Linked DNA regions of Mus musculus: regions 1 and 2 are each linked to region 3. Evidence: chromatin contacts called from public Hi-C and HiChIP or PLAC-seq data. All regions are on one chromosome and are shown on one strand. Each heading gives the region's core, a stretch centred on a gene start, on an enhancer-like site or on the middle of the called end of the contact. The rest is flanking DNA. Distances are from core to core; before and after follow the strand shown.

What was found. A called contact is a pair of places that touch in the nucleus more often than the background predicts. HiChIP or PLAC-seq counts read pairs in DNA pulled down with a chosen protein or histone mark.
Region 1: an H3K27ac HiChIP or PLAC-seq map of embryonic stem cells shows a contact between it and region 3, with 17 read pairs. The contact joins the enhancer-like site here to the promoter of Zbtb44 in region 3. A contact is called at or near these places in 5 of 484 Hi-C or Micro-C datasets (the HL-1 cell line, muscle stem cells, palatal mesenchyme and 1 more), 6 of 115 datasets of contacts at active chromatin or transcription factors (embryonic limb bud and embryonic stem cells) and 2 of 9 other capture datasets (adipose tissue and pancreatic islet).
Region 2: a Hi-C map of the G1E-ER4 cell line shows a contact between it and region 3, with 2.4 times the contacts expected there. The contact joins the enhancer-like site here to the promoter of Zbtb44 in region 3. A contact is called at or near these places in 15 of 39 promoter capture datasets (the 3T3-L1 cell line, 3T3-L1-derived adipocytes, the C10 cell line and 10 more), 22 of 484 Hi-C or Micro-C datasets (the C3H10T1/2 cell line, the G1E-ER4 cell line, the HL-1 cell line and 9 more), 12 of 115 datasets of contacts at active chromatin or transcription factors (the SCID.adh cell line, double positive thymocytes, embryonic stem cells and 3 more) and 4 of 9 other capture datasets (adipose tissue, embryonic stem cells, liver and 1 more).

What each region holds. Positions count from the first base shown.
Region 1 is chr9:30,975,552-30,979,952 of GRCm38.p6, reverse strand. No RefSeq gene overlaps it. Among named protein-coding and RNA genes, the nearest start is that of Gm29724, 26 kb to the left of the region's middle. Within about 2 kb of position 3,087, at least 34 of the 459 cell types and tissues checked have an H3K27ac peak or open chromatin away from gene starts, as enhancers often do. A contact at or near this core is called in embryonic limb bud, embryonic stem cells and uterus, where this site is marked.
Region 2 is chr9:31,070,495-31,074,932 of GRCm38.p6, reverse strand. It overlaps Zbtb44 (zinc finger and BTB domain containing 44), which reads right to left. Exons shown (of 6, transcript NM_001115130.1): 6 at 1-4,438. Among named protein-coding and RNA genes, the nearest start is that of Gm17508, 9.9 kb to the left of the region's middle. Within about 2 kb of position 2,937, at least 8 of the 459 cell types and tissues checked have an H3K27ac peak or open chromatin away from gene starts, as enhancers often do. A contact at or near this core is called in the G1E-ER4 cell line, where this site is marked.
Region 3 is chr9:31,028,019-31,032,602 of GRCm38.p6, reverse strand. It overlaps Zbtb44 (zinc finger and BTB domain containing 44), which reads right to left and starts at 1,959. Exons shown (of 6, transcript NM_001115130.1): 1 at 1,645-1,959.

The DNA.
Region 1 (4,401 bases), core at 1,838-4,337, 54 kb after region 3:
ACACAAACATCTTGAGTGCTGCGCAGGTGTACCAGGATACAGGTGAATCCAATTTGGTGGAGATTTGCCCCTGCTGCCCTGATTAGCTGAAGCCTCGTGACTGGCGAGGGGGCGTGGCCTGCAGTGCGTGGATGAGAGAGTATAAAAGGAGTGAGAGGCCCAGGGTCCAGGGGAGATATAAACAAGAAGAATCAGGACTGAATAAACTGCTGTTAGAAGGACTGGTGGTCGCATCGTTCTTGCTGGTCGAGAGCGGGCGCGACACCTACCTTCCTTCCTTCCTTCCTTCCTTCCTTCCTTCCTTCCTTCCTTCCTTCCTTCTTCCCATTCCTTCTTTCTTAAGGCAATTTGAAATGTGAGCACATTTCTTGATTTTTGTATATTTGCTTTGTATCCTGTAACTTTATGTTTATTAGTTCTAACAGTTCTTTTACAAGAGTTGTTAGGGTGTTCTCTCTGTATGATCAAGTTATCCATAAACAAGAACTATTTGATCTCCTTCATTCCAATGTGAATACTCTCTGATTATTTTTCTTGTTTAGTTACTCTGGCTGGGGCTTTCAGTCCTATGCCAAATAGATGTGGCGAAAGCGGATATCCTTGTCTTGTTCCTGATCTTGGGATATCATAATTAGGTGAAATAAGCCTGGTACACGAAGACAAATACCACACGATCTCACTCATATGTGGAATCTAAAGAAGCCAAGCTCATAGGACTATAGACAAGTATAGTGGTTATCAGATGCTGAAGATGGGGGAAATGAGAGATGTTGCTTAAAGGTACCTGTTACAGACAGATACAAAGAATAAGTTTTGGTGTTGGATTACACAGAAGAGTAACTGTAGTCAACAATACTATGTTATGTAGCCCAAAATAGTTAAAAGGGGCTGGAAAGATGGCTTAGTGGTAAAGAGCATATACTGATCAATTCCCAGGACCAGGTTCAATTCCCAGCAACTGTATTAGGTGGCTCACATCCTCCTGTAACTCTAGCTCCAGGCCAGAGCTTCTGTGGATACCTGTATTCATGTGCATATATTTATGCTTAATTTAAAATATAATAATAAAAATATATAACAAACAAACAAACAAACACAATACCACGATATAGCTATAAGAGAGGATTTTAAATGTTCTCATTTGTCAGAGAAAAGTGACAAATGGTTGAAATGATGGGTGAATTAAATAACCTAAGCTGTCCTTACACAGTGTATAAAGTACCAAACACAACATCGCATTCTCTAAGGATGGTTGTCTTTTTTTTTTCCCCAGCCCCACTCACTCTGGCCATATTTATTTCATATATGTGGGTACACTGTCACTGTCTTCAGACACAGCAGAAGAGGACATCGAATGCCCATTACAGATGGTTGTGAGCCACCTTGTGGTTTCTGGGAATTGAACTCATGACCTCTGGAAGAGCAGTCAGTGCTCTTAACCGCTGAGCCATATCTCTAGCCACCAAGATGGCTGTCTTAATGAGGGTTTTACTGCTGGGAACAGACACTATGACCAAGGCAAGTCTTATTAAATAACAACATTTAGTTGGGGCTGGCTTACAGGTTCAGAGGTTCAGTCCCTTATCATCAAGGTGGGAGCATGGCAGCATCGAGGCAGGTATGGAGCAGGAGGAGTTGAGAGTTCTACATCTTGTTCTAAAGTAATAAAGAAGACTGGCTTCCAGATAGCTAGGAGAAGGGTCTTAAAGTCCATACTCACAGTGACACACTCAATCCAACAAAGCTACACCTACTCCATGGCCACAACTCCTAATAGTGCCACTCCCTGGGTCAAGCATATTCAAACCACCACAATAACTATTAGTTCAATTAAAAAAAAAAATCAAAGTACTTTTATAGAGAACCCATCCAGAAAACAGAGCACTTCAGCAAGAAGATATTTGTCAGCGTTTACATTAAATGACTCTGTTTAAATTCCTGGATCAAGGTCAGCACAATGTTTATGCTCAGTGTAACACACAGCCAAGTTTTCCTTCAAAGAAACCAAGAAGCAGGGCAAGGCCTTGACCAACCGTTTAAATGTTTCTGGATGGGCCATTTGGCAGCTCCTAATTATCAAATCTCAGAGCCATCAGTCACTGCCCTGGGTCTGGACCAGAGCTCTGTGGATGCCACAACTGTCACTGGCATTTGCTCATGACACCCAGCTGACTGTAGAGCTCCTGGAGGATAAGGCTCCTGTCGGTGGTTCTAATGCCCATTCTCTTCTGGGTACAGAAGGCCAACTGCCCTGAGAATGAAAACAGAGAGCCTATGTAGTAAAAATATAGGCAGGGAGAAGAAATTGGATACAGATGAAACAATATTTCTCTGAAGGTAGAGTCTCTTGGGGGAGATTCTGAATTTCCTCTCTGAAGTCCATACCAATCCAACATCCAATCTGGCTCTAAGTCCTTGGAATTTGCTAGACTGTAGGTGTCCAAATTTTCCTATCTAATTCTCCTCTACCCCATCTCTCTCCATCAACTGGAGGCTCATAATCAGTGTCCTTTGCTATGACATTATCTGTTTGCCATCAGGTATGCTTCTATGAGAAAATAGTGAGAAAAGTGTCCCAAGTTTTATGACCACGTTGAAGAGGGATCTTGGTCTTTCATTGTGGGCAGTGAGGACATGTCTGGTTAGAAGTCTCTTGACCTTTTCAAATTCTAGGGGAAAGAAGGGACCACATTATGACCAAATGCTTACTTCCATCAAACAGTATTAAACACAGCAATAAGGCCCAATAGCAGTGGGAAGACTGGCACAGGCATGTGGGAGGAAGTGGAGGGAAAGCAGGGTTTGTGAGCTCAGGGCTCATCACCATGATCTGGACAGGCTTCCAGCAAGGAACCTGTCTTCCTCGGGGTGGAAAGGTCGATGCATAGAAGCAGAAACCGGGGAAGCCAGAGCGGCCCCCAGGGCGGTGGGAAACTCCACGATTCCTGTTTGTCCTGGCTGCTTTCGTTCAGATGGTTTTCATCAAGCACGTTCAGACTGATTCCATTTGCAAAGCTCTCCTGGCAGCCTCCGTGGATGAGGCTTGGTGGCAACATTTCTGGCACTTTCTGATCCTGTCCAGGCCTTGTCTTCTTGTGTAGTTTCTTGGCACTTGGGCTGTGCAGCATAAATTGGCTAAGTGGAGGCTGCTGCTGAACAAAGCCAGATGTAAACCAGAGCCCTGGCCAGCCAAAGCAAGGGAGTTTTCTCAGTGTGGGGGAGGGAGTGCCGTGGACAGGAAAGCAAGGGCTTTCCACAGAACCCCATGGAATCAGGCTCTGGGGAAGGGTTGTCATTGTAGTACCTTATCCACATCCTTGCGAGTTATGGAAGGCCAAAGGTTCTATCGCCTGTGTGATCTGGACCACTAGTGGGCGCTGTATAAAATGTCTGGGTCCTGCTCAGTGCTACCTTCTTGTTTTCTGGCCCTCATGAAGCTCTGACCACTCTTACCCTCTTTGTGAGTCTTCAGCTCTATCCTGCTGCTTCTCCTGGCTGCTTCCCCCGCCCCCCTCCGCCACCGCCACCTTCCAGTCCACCATTTCCCATGTGTGCTCCAGGTCTATTCTTCCCCTGGAGTCTGTCTCCTGGTTCTTCACCTTGCTACTGGCAGGGAGAAATGGCAGTTCCTTCTCTTCCTGACAGACTGGGAAGGGGCCGCTGCTGCCAGGCACCGTCACCATTCTCCTGTTTCTGCAAGACAGTCAGCATGTGTTTTGTTGCTCAGATCCTGTACCTTGCTGTCTGGCGCTTATTTTATTGCCTCACATTATAGTCCCATAAACTAACTAACTAACTAACTAACTAACTCTCTCTCTCTCTCTCACTCACTCAGTTGCAAGCACACATAATTACATGCATTCAATGCAGGTTTACAGTAACATAGTTTATTATCCAAAAGGTGCAAAATGACAGGTGTGAGACATTTTCCCTGCTTTTATCTTCTGTCTTAGTTAGGGTTTCATTGATGTGAAGAGACACCGTGACTACAGCAACTCTTATAAAGGAAAGCATTTCACTGGAGTTGGCTTACAGTTCAGAGGTTTAGTCCATTGCTGTCATGGTGGGAAGCATGGCCACACACAGGCAGACACAGTTCTGGAGAAGGAGTTGGGCGTTCTATATCTGCATTGGCAGGAAGTGAACATAACACTGGCCAGGCTTGAGTTCTGAGACATCAAAGCCCACCTCCTCCAACAAAGCCATACCTAGTCCAACAAGGCTACACCTTCTAAGAGTGCCACTCCCTATGGGCCTATGGGGGCCATTTTTATTCAAACCACATCTCCCATCTTTCTAGTTTTTCTCTTCAGAGGCTGCCCATATTTAAATAAGTCTGTTTTCCTTCCCAACATACATGTACAAAGGATATATGTATATATATATATATGTATATATATA
Region 2 (4,438 bases), core at 1,688-4,187, 41 kb before region 3:
TTTCTAGGCTGCTTGTATTAGAAAGGACCTCAGTTTTAAATGGGGCCAGATTTATATGTTAGCCCTATAAAATAGTGAGCTACTATAGCAGCAAATACGAAATCACAGGAGCAAAACCACACTTTATTTAAAAAGTTAATTTGTTACATCAAAGTCATTGTTTTCACCTTTAAATCAGTCTCCTCTCACCAGACATCTCTTTCCCCATCACCGAACTCTCTGGTTTATTACCTCAATCTGACTTTCTTATCATGGTTCTGAAAAAAAGATAGTCCTAAGCCTGGAAAATCTTTAGTTTACTCTTAAAAATGGGAATACAGGAATTTTAACGTTAAAAAAAAAGTTCGTTCTAAAAGTATCTTTCACAAATATATATATATATTTAAATATTAAAATACCTAAGATTTTTTATAAAATGGCTTTTGAAAAGACAGTAGAGGCACAAAGAGGCCACATACCATCCTTCAAGTTGAACGTAAGGTGCCACAAGGGTGCCTTAACAAAGAGGCAGGCAATATCTAGCTGATGCAACAGGAGACACCAGTATCCATAAACTAAATACATCACTGGAACTTGAGTCAAAACTAGATTTTACCCTACCAGAGACTGTTGTTTCTTTAAGCAATACCTTCATATATAAGCATCAGAAGCCATCATTTTGTATAAACAAAATAATAAGTTTATTACCTCACTTCTAAATACCCAATGCCACTCACTCTCGGGGGCAGAAAAGCAGTGCAACCTTCAACTGTAATGCATTCTCAATATATAAGACCTTCCATATCAGCTGTCAACCCGGGAACTGCTACCTAACATGACAAACCACAGGAAGCGCACTAATCACAGAAAAGGGTCTCTCTGGAAAACAGAACTGCAGAAAATGCTTCCCCATCTCGAAGCCAACACTACCACCCCTCCTGGGGCAGCTAGAGGCTGACTCCTCAGCGGGTGGGCGATGCGCTTTGGTAATGAACGCTCATTCACAGGATGACCTGTCAACCTCTAGGTGTAGTCAGACTGGCATTTAAGAAAACAAGGAATTCAGTAAAAGTCATGACACTCTAGCTCCTCAAGTGATTCTTGGTGATTTTACTAGGAAATCATCACAACTGAGTCAGGGCTTTTAGGCTTAGCAAAGCTTAATAAACTTAGAAAACAAGAATATAAATTAGGCACTTAAAAACTTAATTTTTCTTTCATTTTTAATAAAAACATTAATTCTAATGTTTTTCAATCATGGTCTGAACTCCTACGTTTTTTGTTGTGTACAGAGGAAGCCTGTGTCTGCTGGAGCCGGCCTGGGTCTCACTCAGAGGGAGCACTACTAAGCTGCAGAAGCCGTTAAAGCAGCAGCACTGTTCAGACACTGCCAAAGCAAGGTTCCAGCAGCACTGTCTGACTCTACAGTGACTACTTCCAAACCCAGGAACTATTGTTTCTATTGTAAAAATACATTTATGATATCGGGAAAGCGTCTCGCTCATCACTTTAGTATACATTAATAACAGTCTAACTCCCGGTAGTAACAGTATCATTCCCTGTTCAACATAATTCATGTTTCTAGGTTGCAGCAAAAATCTCAATTTATGTATAATCCAGAGTGAAACATCTATAGCCTACTTCTTAACCAGCCTGAGGACTGGCTCGATTCCACTTCATTGTTTATCTGAACCATTGCTATTTTGGTAAATTTGTTTTGTTGAAGACTTTCACATAAAAACTATCCTATGTCACCACATTCTGTCAAAAACGAAAGAGGGATAAATACTAGTATAAGCAAAATAAGAAATCTTAACTTTGATGATCTCATTTAAAACATGTATTTAGTTATAAATATTCCTCATGGCTGTGTTTACAACAATACCATCTCTCCACTCCCTCACTTTTGTCCATTGCCTTCTGGTTTCTACTATCAAAATACAAAAAGACATCTGATGGCAACACTTAGCAGTGCAGTGAAAACTCACCTTCCTCCCCTACCTTGGGGCTGTTTGCTCCATGTGAGCTTTCCTAGGTCCTTCCCCCACCCCTAGTTAAGAACTCAAAAATCACTCCTTCACGAAGATGTATACTTCCGAGCTTGAAGGCCCTTGGGGCAGATGAGTGATGCAGGACAATGCAAGTTTCCAATTCACCTGTTCATTACATCTACAAATCAAAATCTCTTCAGTTAAAATTGAGGACCGAGCATTCATTTGCCATCATAAGAAATCATTCTCTGTGATCCTGGTAGAGAAGCCACCTGCATAGCACTGTATGGTCACGCACCTTGCAGGGACTCCAAAGCTAACAGGCTAAAGCTTAATCTGAAAATGGACACGCGCTCTGCAAAAGTGGCTTCTAGTAATTAGACTAAGAGAATAAAATAAGAGGTTTTTGTTTTGTTTTTTAAAGGAGTGAAAGACTTAACATAGCTTCCAAAGGAACAGGGATGAGTTATAAGACAGGAGAGCCTGGCTCAGCAGTTAGAAGGAAGCTGAGTTACCAGTGACTCAGCGAATCAGAGGCCCTGACTACTTCACTCTTAGTAAAACAGTTTAACAAACACAAGCATGTTTGTTTGTTTGTTTTTTATAGCAAAGGGAATGTATCTTAACACGGATCCTGTTTATCTATTGGGACTCCAAACGGTCAAACCTAAACAGCTTAGCACACTTTGTCTTAGCAAAACTGTGAACTTAAAAAAAAAACAAACACTCCACAAAAACCCAAAATAAAACCTATTAATATAATGAACTGTGGTTAAACTTGAAATTAAACTGAAAATAAAAATTAGGATTGTTTAAAATGGCCAATTAAGGGAAGTGGATATTAACATTTATCTACATCCATTTCTTGAAAAATTTAAACGCATAAAGTAAAGGTTACTGTCAAATTTCTGTTTCTGAGTTAGTGATTTCCTGACATTACACTCTGAAGGCTAGAGTTTGGAAATGCAAAGACTGACACGAGGAGCTACGACTCCTGACAACACGGGAAGAGCTTTGCTTCTAAAGCACATCCTATCTATTTGGTAGTTGGAAAAAAAAAAAAAAAACTGAAAACAAAGCTTTTCTTATATAAAATGCTTTGTTTTTTAAAAAGTAATTTATCTAGCATTCTAAAATTTAAGCCCTTTAAATATCACAAAGGTACCCTTGTTGGCCTTACAAAAGATAGCTACCTTTAAATATTCTAAACAAGAATGATTCTCTGTTTAGTTACCCTGGTGATTTCTATGACGGGATCGTAACTGGCTTTCATCTCTTCAATGTTTTCCATATGTTCTGGTGAAAAGTATACATCTAGGCATTCCTCTCTTAAATCAACTTTAAATAAACTTTAAATATTACTATATATACAATTATCTCTTGCAGTTGTATTTCCTATAACAGACCCATAAACAAAATATCCTTAAAAATGTAGAGTCTCATTGGAACAGAAAAAAGCCTTTGTATCATTTTATATTAAACACTGGTTAGGTAAGTTTATTAAAAATGTTTGGGTAGTAGGCAACTAACCATTTGTGCATTCATAGTATATTCAAATCTGTCACTAAGGTTGGCTACAAGCTTTGCCACTAGGGATAAAAATCCACAGGGAGGTGTGTCCTTCACAGGGAGGCTGCCAGGGCTGTCCTAACACACGACTCTTAGGATAGAGTAGACTCAAACACTTTCAATCAAAACAATCTAAAAAGAATTCTTCAAATCAATTCATCTCTGATTTATTCTCATTTCTTTCTTCCTTTTACTTTTTTCTAGCTCTTAACAACAAAACAAAACAAAACAAAAAACAAAAAAACCAAGACAAAACAACCCAATTTAGAACCAAGAACATTTACCATACTAAAATAGGATTCTAGTGAGTTTTAGGATTTCTTTATTACTAGGCACAGTTTTCAAAGATCATGTATGATAAAAAAATAAAAATGACTGACTTTCCTAGTTGGTTTTTCTGAAAGCTACCCACCTATGCTTGGGAGCAATCAGCCATGAGTCAGGTAAAAAACAACTGGGACTCAGGGTGGGGGTGTGACCAGTGACAGGGCACGTGCGCATCATATACAAAGTCCTGGGTGCAATTCTCAGTATCAAGAAGAAAAAAGAACAGAGATAGAAATTAAATTTCAGCCGGGCGTGGTGGCGCACGCCTTTAATCCCAGAATTTGGGAGGCAGAGGCAGGCGGATTTCTGAGTTCGAGGCCAGCCTGGTCTACAAAGTGAGTTCCAGGACAGCCAGGGCTACACAGAGAAACCCTGTCTTGGAAAAAAAAAAAAAAAAAAAAAAAAAAAAAGAACCCAAAAACAAAACAAAACCAAAAAACCTACAAAAAACCAGAAATTAAATTGCAGAATTAATAAATTTTAAAGAAACAAATTACTATAATATAAAAAGTAAGTAAGGTTTGGCATTGGGATAAAAGTCAGATCAGGTGTTTGACTAAGACTATAGTCTG
Region 3 (4,584 bases), core at 710-3,209:
GTAAATCTGAATACACATATTTTAATGGACATTGTTAATTTGACTTGGTATTTTTAGGAAATAAAAGAATCAAACATGGAGCCTGGTGGTGGTGGCCACATTGCAAGCCTAGTGTTTGGGAGGCAGAGGCAGGCGTTGTGATCACTTGAGTTTAAGGCTAGGCAGTCTACAGAGTGAGTTCCAGGCCAGCCAGGGCTACACACAGAAATCCTGTTTCAAAAAACAAAACAACAAACAAACAAAATCAAACATGGTGGGGGAAAAAAAATCTAATCCCAACCAGCACTTAGGAGGAAGAGGCAGACTGTCTCAACAACAGCAACAGTAGCAACCACAAGAAAAACTGGCAACAATGCAGAGAAAAAGGTTGACCACCAGTCTGGTATCTATGTTCACTGCATTTTCCCTGACAACTTCTGTGAAACTGAAAACTTCCAGGCCATAAAAGAAATTTATATTACTACTGAGAAGTACAGCGGAAAAAGCCATCTTACCCAGGAATGTCTCTGGGTTCAATTGTCAATTGGGCAACCTGGGGCAAGTTACAATTAATATTACTAAGTTTCTGTCAATTCTATAAAACTCAAAAGTAACTATATCACCAGGTTCTAAGAATAAGACTATAGCTCTAACAAAGCAAAGCATTGTTGCACAAAGTAAGTAAACCTGGTTTTTGTAATTAATAAATACAAATCATCACAAAATACAAATGGATTAAGAAAACACTCCTTTTTATATTCCATGGGGAGAACTACAAAGACATAAACGAATATTATAAATCAACTGGAAATCAAAGTAAATAGGAACAAAAAAATCAAGATCTATGTAGTACTTTTTAAATCAAGAATTACCAAAAAGGCAAAAGGAAATATCAAATCTTTATCCAGCCTCTGTTGTCTATTATATGGTATAGTTCGCTTTGGGTATTAACTTATCTCTGCAAAAAAATGCTAATAAGCGGAAGTTGAGAATTTTTCTGAAAACACACATTCAACAGATTAGTATGCTTATATGCTTAAAAAAGTAGTTTTGGTCTTAATTTCTGTAAGTTCCGTGAAAGTACGTAAACATCGCGGTTTTCAATAGATTCTGGTTAAGGTTTACAAAAACCAAACTGATGCGATTTCCTTTAATCAGTTGTAACTTAGTTGTCATTTCACTTGCAGGTAACCCCTAGCTTTTTGTTAGGCCGACAGTAAAAAGACCAGCTACAGAGTGATCCTCAGGTAGGTGGGAGGGGGTTAGAAGTGTTTGCATTCTCTATTTCTTTTTAAGAAAAGTGCCGTTCCGACGCGGGCGAGTAGGGCAGCCTGGGAGAGGAAGGAATAAACAAGTCTAGGGCTCGCGCGTAGACCAGGTGAGCGGGTAATAAATGGCCCGGCAGCACAGCATTTGTTATTGGGCGGATTTTCTGGCCGATAGGCTCCCCTGGAAGATCTGGGTGACGGCTTCAGGTCCGCTGGGACCAAGGCCAGTCCCCCTCTAAGGATTAATCGCCAATGAGGGGGACCCTGTGGGTGCCTCCCAGCACGAATCAGGGTGACAAACCAGGTTTCCTCTCCCTCCCGCGTCCAGGTGGGTGACAAGTGGTGTCAGTCCCCAGGCCGGCCCGCCGTCTCCCCACTGGCCCTCCCCTCCCGTTACCTGCGGGCGGCGGTGCCGAGGCCCGGAGGCCTGCAACTGCTCCTCCTCTTCCCCGCCAGGCTGGGGCGGCGAGGTGGCGGTGGCTGTGGCGGTGGCGGAGGCAGCGGCGGTGGCGGCAACCCGGGGGGAGGGGGCGGAGCGCGCGACTGGCTCCTCTCCTCCCCCGGGAGGCTCAGGGGACCCTATCTCGGGCCGCCGCTCCTAGGCCAGTGTGCAGCCTGGGACTGGGCGCGCATGGCGGCGCCACTCACCCGCGTGGCCGCGAGGTGCGAGAGTGCGAGGCGCGAGGAGAGCGCCGGGCGCCCGTGGGCCTGAGGGGAGGAGCGAGGGGCCCAGCCCGCTGCGCACGGACGGCCGTTGGGGGCGGTTGGTCGAGGGCGGCCGAAGGCTCGCTCGCGCTGGCCGCGGCGGGGCGGGGTGGGGAAGGGGAAAGGGACTGAGGGGAGAGGACGGGAGGCTGGGAGGGAGCCGCCGCAGCGCGCGTGCGGGCGTGCGGGCGGGCGGGCGCCGCCGTAGCCGCTCGTTTCACTCCAGCCTGTTTGGGGGCACTTTGTTTGTGTCCCACAATGCTCCGCGCGGCCGGCCGGCCCGGCCTAGGGAGAGGGAGGGGCGGGGCCGCGCTGGAGGCGGTGCGCGGCTATTGCGCAAGCGTAGTGCGAGCTGTCCTTCGCCGGTGGTGCAAGCCAGACGCTGAAGCACAGCGGGCCTTGACCCAGTCTGTGTGCACTTGTCTGTGAGCTTCGTATGCATAAGCGCCATGAGGCCTGTCGGGTTGTCGTCCCGTAGCTGTGGTCTGGTCCTGCGCCGAAGGAAGCCAGCGTTAGGATGATTTGCTTTTCTTGGAGCTAAAAACCGAAAGAAACTCTCTTCCCCGGGTGGTTTCTGTAGCAGCAAAGCACTCCAGCATTTCCCGGTCGGGAAAGGAATCTGGGTGGTGTGGCCATTTTTCACACGTGGAAACTGAGGCCTATTAGGGCGTGGCCACGAGGGCCTCTGAGAATCTGGCGAGCTCCCCTGCTTTCTCCCCGATGATCAGCGATCCCCCGCAAGGGTTACTACCGAGCGTCTTGACAGGTCTAGCAGCCTTGTCGTACTTTGAGGTTGCCATAGCATTTTTCTGATTACCATGGCAGGAAGTGCAGTTCTGAGCAGACCAGAAAAAAAAATTGGCTCCCATGTCTTTTTTCTTTCCCCAACACAGACTGGCTTCTAAAACCTAAAGCAACTGTGAACTATTCCTTCCCTTACGGTGAATCCCGTTCTAGTACACAGTCTCGCCCTTGGGGAAGGGAATGTGTGGATCACCGAAAATTGACTGTTCTTCTCTAGAGGGTTACTGTCTGAGTTTCGGTCGCTGTAAAGTCTGCCTGTAGGATAAAATACCCTAAGGTGTGGCTACCTCGGACCTCAGGGAATCAGACCTGGCGATTGGGGGCACTGGGGGCGGAGTGGGTATTCCTGGAGGCAAGTGGGATTGCGCCCCAGAAGAGGAGAAGGGCAGGATACCAGTCAAGACCGCTGCAATTTGGGTGCTGGGCATGCTATGTACCTACACCTCCAGTTTTTAAACCGAAAGACTTCTTTGTGCAAGGTAGGTTGATCTCCCAGCTGCATTAGACACTTGGCTGCCTCTGACTTAAACCACCCTCTACCAGAGCACCCAAAGCGATGAAATTTTTCAAAATAATGTCAACAAAATCAAAGTCTATGCTCCAACAAATTTTCAAGAGTTAGAAAGTATTTAATCCTTGACAACCTAATCTACAACTTTCTTAATATTATTCTATCAAGTTTTTATTATTCCATTTCAGTGATGAGCAACATCAGAAAACAAATCGGGCCTGGCTTTACAGTGAGATTTGAAGAATCTTACTAACTACGGAGGCGCCTGAGCTAAAAAGGCCCTTGGTAGAGTGTGTACTGAAAACATATGTCATGGAAAAACAAGGGGAGAAGAATCTAGTGGGAATAAAGTAGACAAATAAAGCCTGTGTCTTAGTCTATTTAATTGGACAGCCAAGAGAGCATTCATTTGGGCATTTCTAATTGTGACTCAAGGGACAGAAATGGCGGTTAATGTTCGTAGGACAGGCAGAACTCAGGAGTGCACACACACACACACACACACACGGGGGGGGGGGGGTTGGCGGGGGGGGGGGGGAGAGAGTGCAAGCACCTCTCCTTTTTCTTTCTCTTAAGCTCTGTCTATTTCTCATTTTGTCTCTAAAAATGCTATCCTCCCAGCCCATTCCCACCCTAGGTCTAAAGAATTTATTAAGCAACAGGTGGCTGCTGGTCTCTTAAAGGCAAAGTTCTAAATGCTTGGAGAGGGTGGGAGAGAAAATGCAGCTTAGCCATTGTTGGAACCCTTCTCTGTATTTTGGTTTTGGGCAGGATCATTTTCTGTGGCCTCTTAGCCTCCCACCTTTTTTCTTCCCGAGCTAGCAGAGACTTGCCCTTGGGTTGCTAGAATAGGTAGACCTTTCTTTGACACCGTGTTGAATAATTCTGCTGGAAGGATTTTGTGAAATCGGAATCCTGTACACAGGTGAAACAAACAAACTAGACAGTATGAGGAACTCTTAATTATTAACCCAGTGTAGATGATTCTGAGGAATTCAAATTCCAGAAGGGATGATTGTTTTATCCATGAGCTGTTTGGGAAACCCGTTTCTGGCAAAAATGGTTTCTCATGGTAGACCCTTAACTGCTTAACTTACTTCTTTATTAGCTCCTTCCAACTGTATAAACAAAAACCAATCTCTTTTCCTTACCATGCATTGTGCCAGTCTCTAATGGTCCCCTTAGTTAGGTAGGTCAACTTTGCCACTTTCCTATCCTACTGCAAACCAATCCAATTGAACAATTCATGTCAACAATGCTCATCCCCACTGCCACCATCCTAAAATATAACAGATGGTACCCAGTTGTAATAATACT